2 separate regions of the Mus musculus genome follow, and region 1 is linked to region 2. Evidence: chromatin contacts called from public Hi-C data. All regions are on one chromosome and are shown on one strand. Each heading gives the region's core, a stretch centred on a gene start, on an enhancer-like site or on the middle of the called end of the contact. The rest is flanking DNA. Distances are from core to core; before and after follow the strand shown.

Region 1 (6,444 bases), core at 1,324-3,823, 210 kb after region 2:
AGGAAGTGAAGAAGTATTAATAACTGTTGGGTAGGGAAGAAATGAAAGGGAAAAGGTCACAAAACCAGGAAGGGAACTGAGGAGATAGTATGTTAGAGAAGAAAAGCAAGAGAGGGAGCCATGGTCTGAGTCCCACTTGCAGGGCTAAGGACTTCACTGGATCGGCCTGTTTTGAACTTGGCTTCCTTTCCAGGCATAGCTTTGCTCTGCTCCTGAAGGACTCCCAGAAGTCTCCCTGAGACACAGTGGTCACTGCCACCAGATATATTCTGTGACCTACACTGGTGAGGCCAAAAGAGGTGGTCGGTGACCAGCTTCTACCTCTCGGCTAACTTCCCTAATCACCTGCTTGGGTCCCACGTGGGTCAAGGCCAACTGCATAAAGATACTTAGTAAAAGATATTTCATTGACATATGTTTCTATTGCAGTTCAAGTCTGGAAACCATCCAAAGGGCCAAGAATTGGGGCTGGTGAAATAAATTATGATATATTCATCTGGTAGGTCACTCTGCAGTCATTAAAAATTACGACATGGTAATAATTTACTGACACATAAAATGTATACAATCTATTGCTCTTCAAAAGCAAATTACAAAGCATAATCTCTCTTTAAAATCACATAAGCACAACAATATATACATATATTGTTTGTGTGTGTGTATATATATAAACATATTTATATACATTATGATGTACATCTCTAACTCTCAACAAAAATGGTGACTTATCTTATTTCAGTCTGCTCTTCTATAATCGCTCATTTTTCTAGAATGAACATTTGTTGTAACTAAAACTTTTTATTTATTTTCACAATTTCATGCATTCATATACACTTACATATACGCAGTATTCTGATCATATTCTCCCCCCTCTTATCCACTCTCCCTGGACTCCCCCTTTCTTCCCAGCAAGCTCATTCCTGTTTTCTTGTCTTCTTTTGTTAACATGGATATTTTTAAGTGAAATAGATTCTATATGTCTCTCATTTCTCATGTCCCCTCCAAATTACGCTAATTATCTAGTTTTTTTGTTTTTTTAGGAATGTGGATCACATCAATCTTTTAAAATGTGGCTATTATTCATTATATATAAGATTTGAAATTTTAAGAGTTAACGTTCTCCATGGAACCTCACTAACCACCCTTTAACCCAAATCAGACAACCTGGACTCTAGCAGCCAAGGCTCTAGAAGGTTCTTAGTCTTCGTGCCTCATGCTGTAATTCAGTGATACTGGCCACCCCAGTGAGCTCAAGACTAAGGATAGGTTGACTGAAATCAAATCAGTCCCCATCCTTCCAACTTGGAAAGATACACACATCTCTGAAGCTATCCCAGTCTTCTACACATCAGAGCAGACAGAGTCGTTTGTTTCAACACCGTGAGATAACCCAGCTCCCTGGTAGTTTTATCTGTGGGTTGAACAAGTGTGTACTGAAGTCCGACTATGAACAAGCCAGTCTCTACAGCAACCCAGGGGCTCCAATGAGAAGCAGTGTTGACTGTCTCTACCTTCATGTCCCCTTACCAAGCCATTTCACAAACAATGACACACATGGGTCACAAACCAACAGGTATAGTTCTCTATGGAGCTTTGAAGCCATTAGAGCCCAAGCCAGGGGCTGACTCAAGACCACAGCCATGTCTTTACATGCTAAATAATAATAGCCATTTCACAGACTTAGGCTACACAGTACTGTCTGACACATAGTAGGATCTCAACAGGCACAGCCATTGCTGTTTCTACTCTATTATTTGTGGGAGAACTCTTAAGCAGCTTTTCCTAGTGTTATTTTGATAGGAAATTTCATTTCACCAGACACTTTTCAATGTTGATCAATAGCAAAGCTTTCACCAATTAGGCCAAATCTACTGATTCCCTGTCCAAATTGCTAAAAAATTGACAATTCTTGTATTTTGAAAGCAAATTGTTTTTCCTCTTTTTTTTTAATGTTTGATACTCTTACTAGAATCTCCTTTGAGGCAGGAATGAGGCTTTTAGGATTCACATATTCCACTTCTGTTTGTAAAAGGGAAAGTAGAAAGCACTCCTCTGGAAGATAATATATTTTTCTCAGTGGTTAGAAACAGAGGAAACAACTGGAAGGAGAAGGCTGGCACACAGAGAGATGCTGTGACATTTCCCAGCTTCCAGAACTCTGCCGTCGCTGTGAAGAGAACATTTCCAGTACATAAACACCAAAGAAAAAGGTAGGGTCAGGAGACCATCTGTCGTCCAGCTGGAGCAAAGACTACAGCTCAGAACCCACTTCTCACTTCAACTAGCACGGGTCCCAACAAATCCTCAATGTTCACAAGTGCGCACACCATGGCACGGATGGCAAACCTCACATCCTAACCAAATAAGCTTCTTTGCCTGCAGCAGCCTTGACACACGGAGCATGCAGCAAGCTCCGAAGAGCCATGCCATCCAGGGAGGTCAGAGACACACAGGCTGTCCTTTTCCCATCTTGAGCCTTGGAGGACTTCCTTAATGGCACAGCCGAACTATGTAACTGTGACCACACTTCCTTGTGGCTGCAGTGCCACCTAGTGGCCAGGTGAGCTAGGCGTGCACCAGTTCTCCTCGGTCTGAAAAGGCAACTTGCATCAGCTGCCTCTTCAGTTCTTCCCGAGGAGGAGCAGGAGTGGCTGGTGCACGTGACAGCCGGAATTAGGAATCATCAGGGTCCTAGCACATTCAAACTATTTCCTGATTATAATCGCGCCCAAATCAACCAGGAGAGACAAAAGAGGAGAGAAAAGATCCTGCCAACTTTAGGTTTTCATGTCCAAATGCATCCTCATGCGAGCTCACGACTGCACAGTTACTTACAGCTAAATCCAGGCAACCCTGAGCCCTTTCAAATTTCTCAGGCCTGAAATTACATAAATAAAATTATTTTCAAGAAAAAAAAAAAAGACCAAGTCTAAAGGTTCTAAAGACCTGTAATGAGATTCCTCTTTTCTCTTTTCCATAAATGTTTCTGTCAGTCCCTGGCATTTCTGATGCCATCAGACAATCACAACAGAATCGAAGCTTCACCCTGCAGAGGACAACTGAAAACATGTACATACCTTGTCGAGGTGTCAATTTAAATAATGTGATTTGTTTGGGGCTTAACCTGAGGGTACACAACCTAATTCAGTTCGTTTTTTAAAACCCAAATTATGCTGGTTAATAGCCTGCTGGAGCTCAGAACAGAATGTGCGCATCGCCGCTAAATATTCCATATTAAAAATAGTTTGTGATGGGATATGCTTTTTTTAATTAAAAGTTTAATGTACATTAACATTTTTAGATGAAAAACTGACAATCCGAGAACAGCTCTAAATTCTCCTTTGATTGTTTTTCCAGGGCACTGGAGGCCATGATGGAGCTACATAAATAGGCAAACACCAAGTCGATTCAAAGACTCATTTCTGTCCTGCCACGTCGCCTCCCTCTTAACCCTCCGGTGGTTTCCTTGCACAGAACCCGGTCGTGCACAGACTTCTGGCTAAGATGCCAAGTCAGGGCATCTGCCTTTACTTCTGACCCAAGCTTTCCAAGAAAGATCAGCGTATCTGTCCTCTCGAGAGACCCTCTGTGGGATCTATCATGTAAACAGATGATGCTTCCGTGCCTACTGTCTGCACGCACCAGTGCGCCAACCCTCCTCCGCCCACTAACTAGCCTTTACTGTTGCCAGGTGTCTCAGGCTATTTAGGTTCCTATAACAAAACACCTTAGACTGGACAGCATACAGACACCAGGATCACATCTCATAGTTCTGAGTCTAGAAAGCCAATAATCACGGTAGAATAGTCAGGTGTCTCCTCAGACCTGCTTCCTGCTTCATAGACGGCATCATCTAGCTGTGTGTATCTAGATGCACCAGGTAAATGGGGCTAGCTTCTTCCAGCCTATTTATGAAAGCCCTAACTTCCCTCACAAGGAGAGACTGGCATCCAAAGTCTCTCCTTATGACACTACTGGGATTGTAAATGTGGGTTTCTACATGTGATGCCTACTCCCCACCATGAAACACACATTTGAGACTACAGCACCAGATCCAGCAAAAAGAAAAGTCAGACACCAATTAAGTTCAACTTTCAGATTTAAAAAACAAATGTTTTTTTTAGTAGAAGCATGCTCCAATATAATTAATATTGGGGGTATATTTATACTAAAACATGATCATTGGTCTGTGTAGTGGCTATTCCTGGTTGTCAACTTGACTCTATCTGGAGTAAACTACAATGCAGAATTGGAGGGCTCACTTGTGATCCAGATCTTGAGGCTGGAAGACATAAGTTTCTGACCTGGATCTTGGCATGGAGATCTTGAGGTATAGTGGTCATGAAAGCTTAAGCCTAGGCAAGGTAGTACATGCCTTTTAATCCCAGGAGACTAAGGCAAGAACATCTCTGTGTTCAAGGTCAGCCTGGGACAAAGCAAGTCCGAGATTTAGGCATGGTGGTACACACCTTTAATATGGGCCACACCTTCTCCTGGAAGCCTACATAAGGACACTGGGAGAAGGAAGATTCACTCTTCTTCAACTGCTAGCACTTACTTGCCAGCACATCTGTTGGAATCTACATCTTCAGTATTCAAGTTTATACAAAGACCAGATTAAACAACTAGCCTGTGGGACTGATCTTGGACTTCCAATCCACAACTGCCCATTGCTAGGTTATTGGACTACAGAGTGTAAGTCATCACAATAAGTTCCCTTAGTATCGAGAGACATTCCATAAGTTCTGTTGACTCTAGGGAACCCTGACTAATGCAATCTGGAATTCAAGTTTAATGTATATTCTATTCTCGATCCAAACCCCAAGCCAGAATCCCTCTTCGCTGTTATATTATGATCCACTCTTTCATAGAGCAAGCCATTCCCTGCTCCAGCCCTTTCTCATCCAGCCTCCAGGACGGTACCTGCTTCACTACATCCTTCTGAGATGTTCAAGAGACAATCATCCATTCTGAGTGACTGATTTTAAATGATCTTATTATGAGAAAATGAAGAGGAAGAGGCAAACAAAGTGGAAGATGTGGGGGAGGAGGAGAAGGGGAAGGTATAACAGCTCATGACCGGATTGCTTTGTCTTCATTGCTGTTAACTTGCAGTAACTCTATCTTAGCAACACATAATACCACTTTTCTATAATGGTGACCTAGAGTCCCTTATAAAACGAACGTGTAGAACAAAGCAAGTCAATAAATAAGAAGGGGCTGAGTGAGTCGCTGTGCAGACATTGCTCAGGTTAAGGAAGGTCCAAGCAGGAGTGCCAAAGGATGAAAGCAATGTCCTTGGGTGGCAGTTAGCAAACTGTTGTCCTGTCTTCAAAGCAGGCCCACCCTCTGTTTTTGCAAATAAAACTTTATTGGGGCCATATCCACAACATCCTTCTTTGTACTACCTCTGACTGTGTTCAGACAGAGTAGAAGAGAGAACTCAGAGAGCACAACGTGGCAGACAAAGCCCAGTACATGAACTGTCTGGACTCTTCCACAAACTAAAAACCAAAGGAGAAGAAAAAGAGAGAAAGAAGCTAACTGACCTTTCCCCTAAAACGTCATTCAGCCAGATAGTCAAATTAACAGAGGGAACGTTGAGAGTCCCCATGATGAAGACTTCGTGGGGACAGAGTGGCCATGAGACATAATGGCATGTGGTGTTCTCAGAGCCTTCCTTGTCCACTCCATATTCCTTTTATGAACATCCCTCCCATACTTCTTCTTAGGCTTCTTCCTGAGCATCCCACCCTTATTCTCATGCTTGAAGATTCAGACTAAAACCCACTTCTTCTCGTATGCTCACCCTTATTAACTCCTGCCGACGCACACCCTAAACTATACAACAGTAAGAAGGTATCTACATGCCTTTTATTTTGCTCCCCTTAAAAAATGAAAAAAGAAATCTTTTCTCATAGAAAACTATAGCCATGTAAGGCGAATTGATTGTAAGAACTTCACTTTTTTTTGTGGAACATGTTAAAGGTTGCATAAATAGGTAACACGGAAGCTTCCATAATCATGCGCAAATTACTTCTGAAACAATGGGTCGGCTAGGGGGAGAACACCTTAATCAATTACAAATGCCCAAGTAAGCATAATTGCACACCACTAGTTAAGGATCCTTAGGCATGATAGCTTTGGAATCCAACAATTCAGCGATACTGTAGCCGCTTACGCCAGTTCACGCAGATAAGGACACATAGGCAACCAAGGTTTAAAGAAAAATGAAACTACAGCCCTATTGCCCTAGTGGAGATAGTAAATAGTTCCAGAAACTCTCCTAAACTTTGGGAAACACCTTACACCTATTGAATTCCAGCGCCAGTTCACCTTATAAGCCTCATTACTCCCAGACTCCTTACCACTCGTCTGCAGCTCTCTACATAGTTAGTGGTAATGCCAGCACCTTCGACTTGCCATCACTGCACATCTAGTGAC
Region 2 (7,045 bases), core at 2,722-5,221:
GTGGACAGCCCCAGGTGACCTTGCACCTTACATGCTTGACACAATTGCTAGCATTTCTTCTTCAGCTTCTACTTCTTTCTTGCATATGCTTTTGGTCTTTTTTTTTCCTTGCCTTTCTGGTAGGTTTCAGGTAGGAAAAGCATTATCCTGGAGACAGAAGAAATCTGCTTTGCTCCACACCGGCTCTGCAGTGCTCTAGCCCTTGACCTTGATGCACTCTCCAGGCCCCTTCAGCCTCCTGTGGTCACAGGTAAAAACAGTGTACAAATCCTGTTCTTGAAGTTTACAGAGGGATAACTGAGGTGATAGCCTGTGAAAAGCCTTTGAAAATAGGAAACCATTAGAGGAAACGTACAGTCGCCGCCGGTGTCCAGTGTTACCAGACTGTGACGACACTGGTCAATATTTAGCTGAACGGAAATCCCTGCCGACTGACCATTTTGAATTTCCTTGGATCACCTCTGGCCCAGCAGAAAGAAAAAGCAAGACAAAGAACACTGAATTCTCCCCCAAAAGGACAGCATTGTAAGTTGGCCGTGAATAAAGAGCACAAATTATATTCAGCATGATATAAGTAATGACATATCAATTAACTATGTCAACAAGGTCTAAAAATATGCAAATTACTGTACTTCAATTAGAAAAATCTACATCCTTGGAGAATATTGTAAATCAGGAAATTTGGGAGACATTAAGAGTAATCAGGGAGGGAAAGCGTGTACTTGTTGCCGTATCCTATTTTTACACATACATAATGAAATAATTATAGCCACACTGTATTTATGCCTCTGCAAAAATATTAAAATCTTAAGATCTTTACAATGATAAGTTAAATCTGTATTATGTTTTCAGACAACATTAATTATAAGAAAAAGAAATCTATTATCATTCAATATAAGTAAGTTGAAACCAATTTGGACATGTAAATTAGAAATGTGGTTTTTCTCAGCACCAGAACATTAAGAAGGAGAGGGCGCAAAGAGACTTCTAGATCAATTACCACTGAGTCTATAAATGCAAAAGCTTAAGCGTATTTAGGTTGTAATGCAAATTTAAGGATGTTCAGCATCTTCTCTCACAAATACCCAACTATCTGGTGTACCCTTTTCTGGTTTTCTCTCCTTAGAATGCATTAATCTGTCTGTTCGGGATGTGTTTGTCTTTACTAAGCTGGTCCCCAGCCATAGCGCCTGAGTAAATAAGTGGGAGCATACAAGGTGGAACAGGGCTTCAGTGGCTGAGATGATCACTGCAGGATCAAGAAGTGGGACCTCACTTTAAAATTCAATTCAAGTCCACTATAGAGATGTCAGCGGCATGCAGGGAGGGGCTTTGAACAGCAGCACCCCTCTCAGCCTTTCACAAGTGCCTCCTGGCAGGGAATACTCCATGCTGAGACCCCAAGAGGACTAATCTACTTTACCTCCACTAATTGCAAGCTGTGAGAGGCTTCATAAAAGACCTGAAACTAACTCTAGAAACTCTAGAAAGATAATTGCCTGACAAGTTCTCACTTCCAGTCAGGTTTCTACACAGAGAACATCACTTGTGGATCAAGACCCAGAACTCATTTTTATATTTGTGACAGGAAGAGTGAGTGTGTGTGTGTGTGTGTGTGTGTGTGTGTGTGTGTGTTTATATGTATGTCTTTGTGTGTGTTTTTGTCTCCGCGCGCGCGTGTGTGTGTCTCTGTGTATATAGGCATATACATGCTACATGTAGAGATCAGAGATCAAACTCTGAAGTTATTCCTCAGGTGCCATCTCCCTTTTAATGAGGCAGGGTCTCTCATTAGCCTGAAACTTTTCCTCAAGAAATCTACCTATCTCTGCCTTCATAGGACTAAGATTAGAAGTGCATGCTACGGTGCCTGGCTTTGGTTGCTTAAACATGGATTCTGGGGTTGAACTCAAATGCACATGCTTGCAAGGAAACCACTTTACCACTGAGCTATCTCTCCAGCTCTCAATGTTACAAAATGCCAAATGACTCCTTCTTCTCTGTGAAGCCTAGGTGTGTTGATTGCTTGACTGTCAATTTCCTTATCAGAAAACTCGCCAGGACAGGTACTATGGCTTTTCTTTGTGCTGCGGGTTCCAGTGCACTGCCTCCTAGAGAGTAGAGAGATATACTGTAGAGATCTGCACCACACCAATAAACAAAAGGGAGACAGACTACAATAAACTGGGTAGATAAGCAGCCTGTTATGGGAAAAATGCATTTTCCTAAAACAGTCAGCAATGATTCAACCATGTGTAGCTGGTTAAGCCATCAGAGAAAAAGCCCCACAGAGCCCTCCAGTTCCCACCAGTGGTCGCTCTCTTCATGGTTTCTCTCCCTGCTCTCACTCTTGCCTGCCTTTCTAGAAAATATCTGATAAAGCTGCTTACAATAACTGTCAATTCAGAAGTCCCATCCTTAAGCACCAAATACCAAAAATGGTACTCTGAAATAGTCAAGGTCTGAGGTGGAAATTTCAAATGTCAATGGTCATCCAAAACATAAATTAAGGAGTCATACACATATGTATATATGTATACATATACATATACATATACATATACATATACATATACATATACATATACATATACATATACATATACATATACATATACATATATATAAAGAGAGAGAGAGAGACTCCTACATGGTTGGAATATAGATATTAAATTACCAAGTAATTGTGAGTACGAGCTTCTAGGCTTGCCTTACACAAGCCTGGGTTCAAAACCTAGCTGTATTAACTGTGTACTTTGGACAACTTATTTAAATCCCTTAGGCTTAGTTTCCTTACCTATAAAACTGAAAAGATCATAATTTTACCTACAGGGCTCTTGTGAAGATTAAACGATATAATTCTAATGGAAGGATTAGTATGATTGGTAGCAAAAGTAATTTTCAGATGGTTGGAATTTTTAAACATCTCCATAATACTAATTATGTCTGCCAAAAGTTCTCATTGTGGAGATGAGGTTGGGAGTGGGTGGCAATTTACAAGCTAATACTTATCTCAATGTTTTGTAATCATTATAACTAGCCCTTGACTCTTCGTGCTCCAAGTCACTCATCTGCCTAACTTGTTTAATAACTTAGGAGCATAAGTACTTGGGCCAGTTTTGCCTAGTCAAGTGAATTTTCAGAAGAACAAAAGCTTCGAATACTTAGCATGAATTAAAATAACATTTGAGACTATGAATTTGATATTTGTGTTTCACACAATTCTCCCAGACATTGACATAATTTTTCTATACATTACCATTTAATCCACCTTTCAGCTTGCTCTCTTTACTGTTCTCTTCCTTTTTCGTGCCTCTTTATTTATATTTTTAGGTTTTAACATATACTTTGACTCATAGCAAAAATCACTAGGTTCACAAGTTCCCAAAGATAGATTATGCTAGCAGAGACTTGTCCATGCTTGAATCACTACACTGTCCTGGGAAGTACAGAGAAAGGGGCCACCAAAAAAAACTATTCCAGTCAGGAATAAAGAGACCCCTTTAAATAAGTTTGTTTCCTCCCAGTTTACCATTGGATGATCTCTACACATCTTGTCTGCTTTCTTACCCTTGAATACTCAGGAGCAGAAAAAAATTCTCCAGCCCAGAATTCATTCTAACCAATTCATTAGGTTTGATGAGTGTTACCTCTGTGACCCTGCCAATCTTGTCATACTAGGGTGGAGATAAGTTCTACAAGTCTTAGTTATTAGTCTGCATAAATGTAAAACAGAAAGTGAAAGCGGGAGAAAGAAACGTGTGCTACGCCCACAGCCCACCTTTTACAAGCGGGCTCCTGCTCTGTCTCCCGAGCCTTGCAATTATTTGGCTATTACTTATCTTTAAACATCAGCTAAAGAGATCGAGCATTTTGGAAAGGTAATTATACCGTAATGCAGATGGCAGTAATAACAATTACCCAAGATAAGCCCTTGCAATGATCTTTACAGAGAAAAGCAAAGCAGAGAAAAGCAGCTCTGTCTCATGAAGGACCCCCAGTGGAGAAGGCTGCAGTGCAGTACCCAGGCTGTCCCTGGAAAGGGTCGAGCAGATACCAACTCTATCAGTCTTGTAGGTAAAGCTCTACGGCAGTTAAGGACTTCTGGACTTTGAAAAGTTCTTGATGTTGGAGACCATTCCTGACAATTTTTATCTAAGGTCACCCCTAGCCCACCTCAAGTTCTAGGGGAGGTGGGGGGGGAGGGGCAGGGGGAGTTTCCTTTCCTTGTGCAAGATAACTTCAGCATCTCTTCCCATATCTGAAACTGCCTGCCATGTGCATTTCAGTGGGGAAGGATTTATCCTACAACATGATCGTTGTTGAAGCAGGGGGATCTAATTGCTCAGAAATCATTAATTGCTATAAATAGATGACTTCTGGGAGTCAATGAACTATACACAGTGGAGACAGTGTGTTTGAATGTCACGCTTGTGCACTGGATATTTTTATGACTTGTCAGTGGTTCTGTAAAGAACTCACACAGCGAAAGGTACCTAGTCAACCTGGACTGATGGAAATTGCCAGTTAGAAATAGATTGCTCTTGTTTTAAACCTTGCTTGCACTTCTAACAAATCAGAATGTGCATTTACGCTGTATTGGAAAAGAAAGTTAGTATCCACCATTTAAGAAGGGCGGGAGGAAGAAGAAAGGGAAAAAAAAGCACCAAAGAGACTCTATCTGATCTTTGCAATTTTCCAGGGCATAAAATAACAACCTGTCATCCACCTTTTGGAGGTCATTTTTATCATGATGAGGGCCCAAATGATATTTGACCTCCATTTTCCATCTACACCGATGATGATAAATTCAATGCACTCTGAGCAAATGAGCAGTAGGCCCAGAGAAAGCCAGATTAGCGTGGGATTATTCATTCTTGACTTGCCATAAAGAGAAAAGGCATTTTTTGCCTTTGAACTTTTATCATTTTCCTTCCTTTCAGCCTCTCTGTAGTACCTATACCTTGATGGCTTGGCCTGAGAAATTCCACACAAATCTACATTTCTGTATGATTAGGCCCCTCTGCTCCTAAGGCTTAAACAGAGAGCTAAACTATCCCTTAGTCTGATCAAGATTCTTATTTTCCAAACAAGAAGTCAATAAATGCCTCCTTAGAAATGTCTCCCACCCCCAACTCCCAGCAATAAAAGAGGAAAGTAGCACAGAACTCAGCCTGTGTGGCCATAGGGAATGCAATAGCCATTAACTTGGCTATTCGCAATTTCTCATGTGCAAACCTGAAGAGTTGGCTAAACCCCTATAGCTATGTGGTTTGCTCTTTTTTTTATTAATGTCTATTTTTTTAATTAGGTATTTTCTTTATTTATATTTCCAATGCTATCCCAAAAGTCCCCCATACCCTCCCCCCCCCCCTTCTTGGCCCTGGAGTTCCCCTGTACTGAGGCATATAAAGTTTGCAATACCAAGGGGCCTCTCTTTCCACTTATGGCCGAGTAGGTCATCTTCTGATACATATGCAGCTAGAGACCCATGGAAGGAGTTACAGAGACAAAGTTTGGAGCTGGGACGAAAGAATGGACCATCTAGAGACTGCCATACCCGGGAATCCATCCCATAATCAGCTTCCAAACGCTGACACCATTGCATACACTAGCAAGATTTTGCTGAAAGGACCCTGATATAGCTGTCTCTTGTGAGGCTATGCCGGGGCCTAGCAAACACAGAAGTGGATGCTCACAGTCAGCTATTGGATGGATCACAGGGCCCCCAGTGGAGGAGCTAGAGAAAGTGGTTTGCTTTTGATGGAAGCTCACCTTGTCCTCTAGAAAACATTGCCAAGTAGTTCACACTGACTATAAAATCTCACCTATTCCAAGGCAAGAAGCCTCAGATTTCTATTGTCTATGCTTCCTTCTTACCACTTCCTCTCCCACTTGCTTACAAAAGCAGCTCTTGAAAGCAGCTAGCCTCAAGATTATCTAAGTGTAGAATCCAACTGGTCCTGACTAAAATCGTTAGTTATATGATTCAATGCTGTCTCAGGAAACACGATTGCTTTTCAGACATCCATGACTTGGAAGTTCTAAAACATCAAGTTATTTGGATATGTCTGTTTCAATCAGAAGTACACATGAATGCATTTGCTCACTTCAAACCTCAGGTGCACCCTGCCTCTCGCTGATCCAGATCTGTTCTAATCTTTCATTAAGAATGAACTAACTGCAGACAGTATTTTGACTTCACGGGGTTCCACCTCATCTCTAGCTCTCTGCCTTCATTTCAGTGGCTTCTCACCATGATCTCTAGTTGTTCCCTATAACTGCTATTTAAACACTCTCTTTCCTGAAGCCTGCAGTCAGAGCTGACTTCTGTTTTCCTCTTTGTGAAAGAGCTTTCCTTCAGGTTCTTAAAAGCCCACTGTCTTTACTCCTGTCCTCCACAAAAGGCTTTCTTCCCTAAGTATCCCCTCATGACTTACCCACCCCCTCAGTACTTTATATGGATATTCTTCCAGATGAAGGTGGGGAGTTGGGAGTGGAATGACTGTTAGATGGTATGAGAGAAGGAAAAGGAAGAATGGGGAAGTTAAAATGAGACGAGAGCGAACCAGCGCAAGGTAGGACTCTGAGCTGATGATCACTGAGAACTAGAACTTGATATACTATGAGGAGAATCTTAGTCACTGTTCTATTATGGTGAAGAAACGCCATGATCATGGCTACTCTTACAAAAGAAAGCATTAAATTGGTAGCTTGCTTACAGTTTCAGAGGGTTAGTCCATTATCATCATGGCAGGGAACATGTCGGCACACAAGTACACATTATGCTGGAAAAATAGCTTAGAGCTTTATATCCTGCTCCACAAGCAGAAAGAGAGACCAGGCCTCACATTGGTTGGTTGGTTGTTGGTTTGTTTGTTTGTTTGTTTGTTTGTTTGTTTGCTTGCTTGCTTGTTGAGACAGGGTTTGTCTATGTAGCCCTGGCTGTTCTGGATCTTGCTTTGTAGACTAGTCTGGCCTCAAACTCAGAAATTTGCCTGCCTCTACCTCAGAGTACTGTAATTAAAGGCATGTGTCACCACCG

What was found. A called contact is a pair of places that touch in the nucleus more often than the background predicts.
Region 1: a Hi-C map of the G1E-ER4 cell line shows a contact between it and region 2, with 4 times the contacts expected there. The contact joins two enhancer-like sites. A contact is called at or near these places in 6 of 484 Hi-C or Micro-C datasets (the G1E-ER4 cell line, the HL-1 cell line, brown adipocytes and 2 more).

The regions. Positions count from the first base shown.
Region 1 is chr5:52,062,683-52,069,126 of GRCm38.p6, forward strand. It overlaps a transcript of Ppargc1a not described here. Among named protein-coding and RNA genes, the nearest start is that of Gm40302, 64 kb to the right of the region's middle. Within about 2 kb of position 2,574, at least 10 of the 459 cell types and tissues checked have an H3K27ac peak or open chromatin away from gene starts, as enhancers often do. A contact at or near this core is called in the G1E-ER4 cell line, where this site is marked.
Region 2 is chr5:51,849,925-51,856,969 of GRCm38.p6, forward strand. It overlaps a transcript of Ppargc1a not described here. Among named protein-coding and RNA genes, the nearest start is that of Gm40302, 280 kb to the right of the region's middle. Within about 2 kb of position 3,972, at least 31 of the 459 cell types and tissues checked have an H3K27ac peak or open chromatin away from gene starts, as enhancers often do. A contact at or near this core is called in the G1E-ER4 cell line, where this site is marked.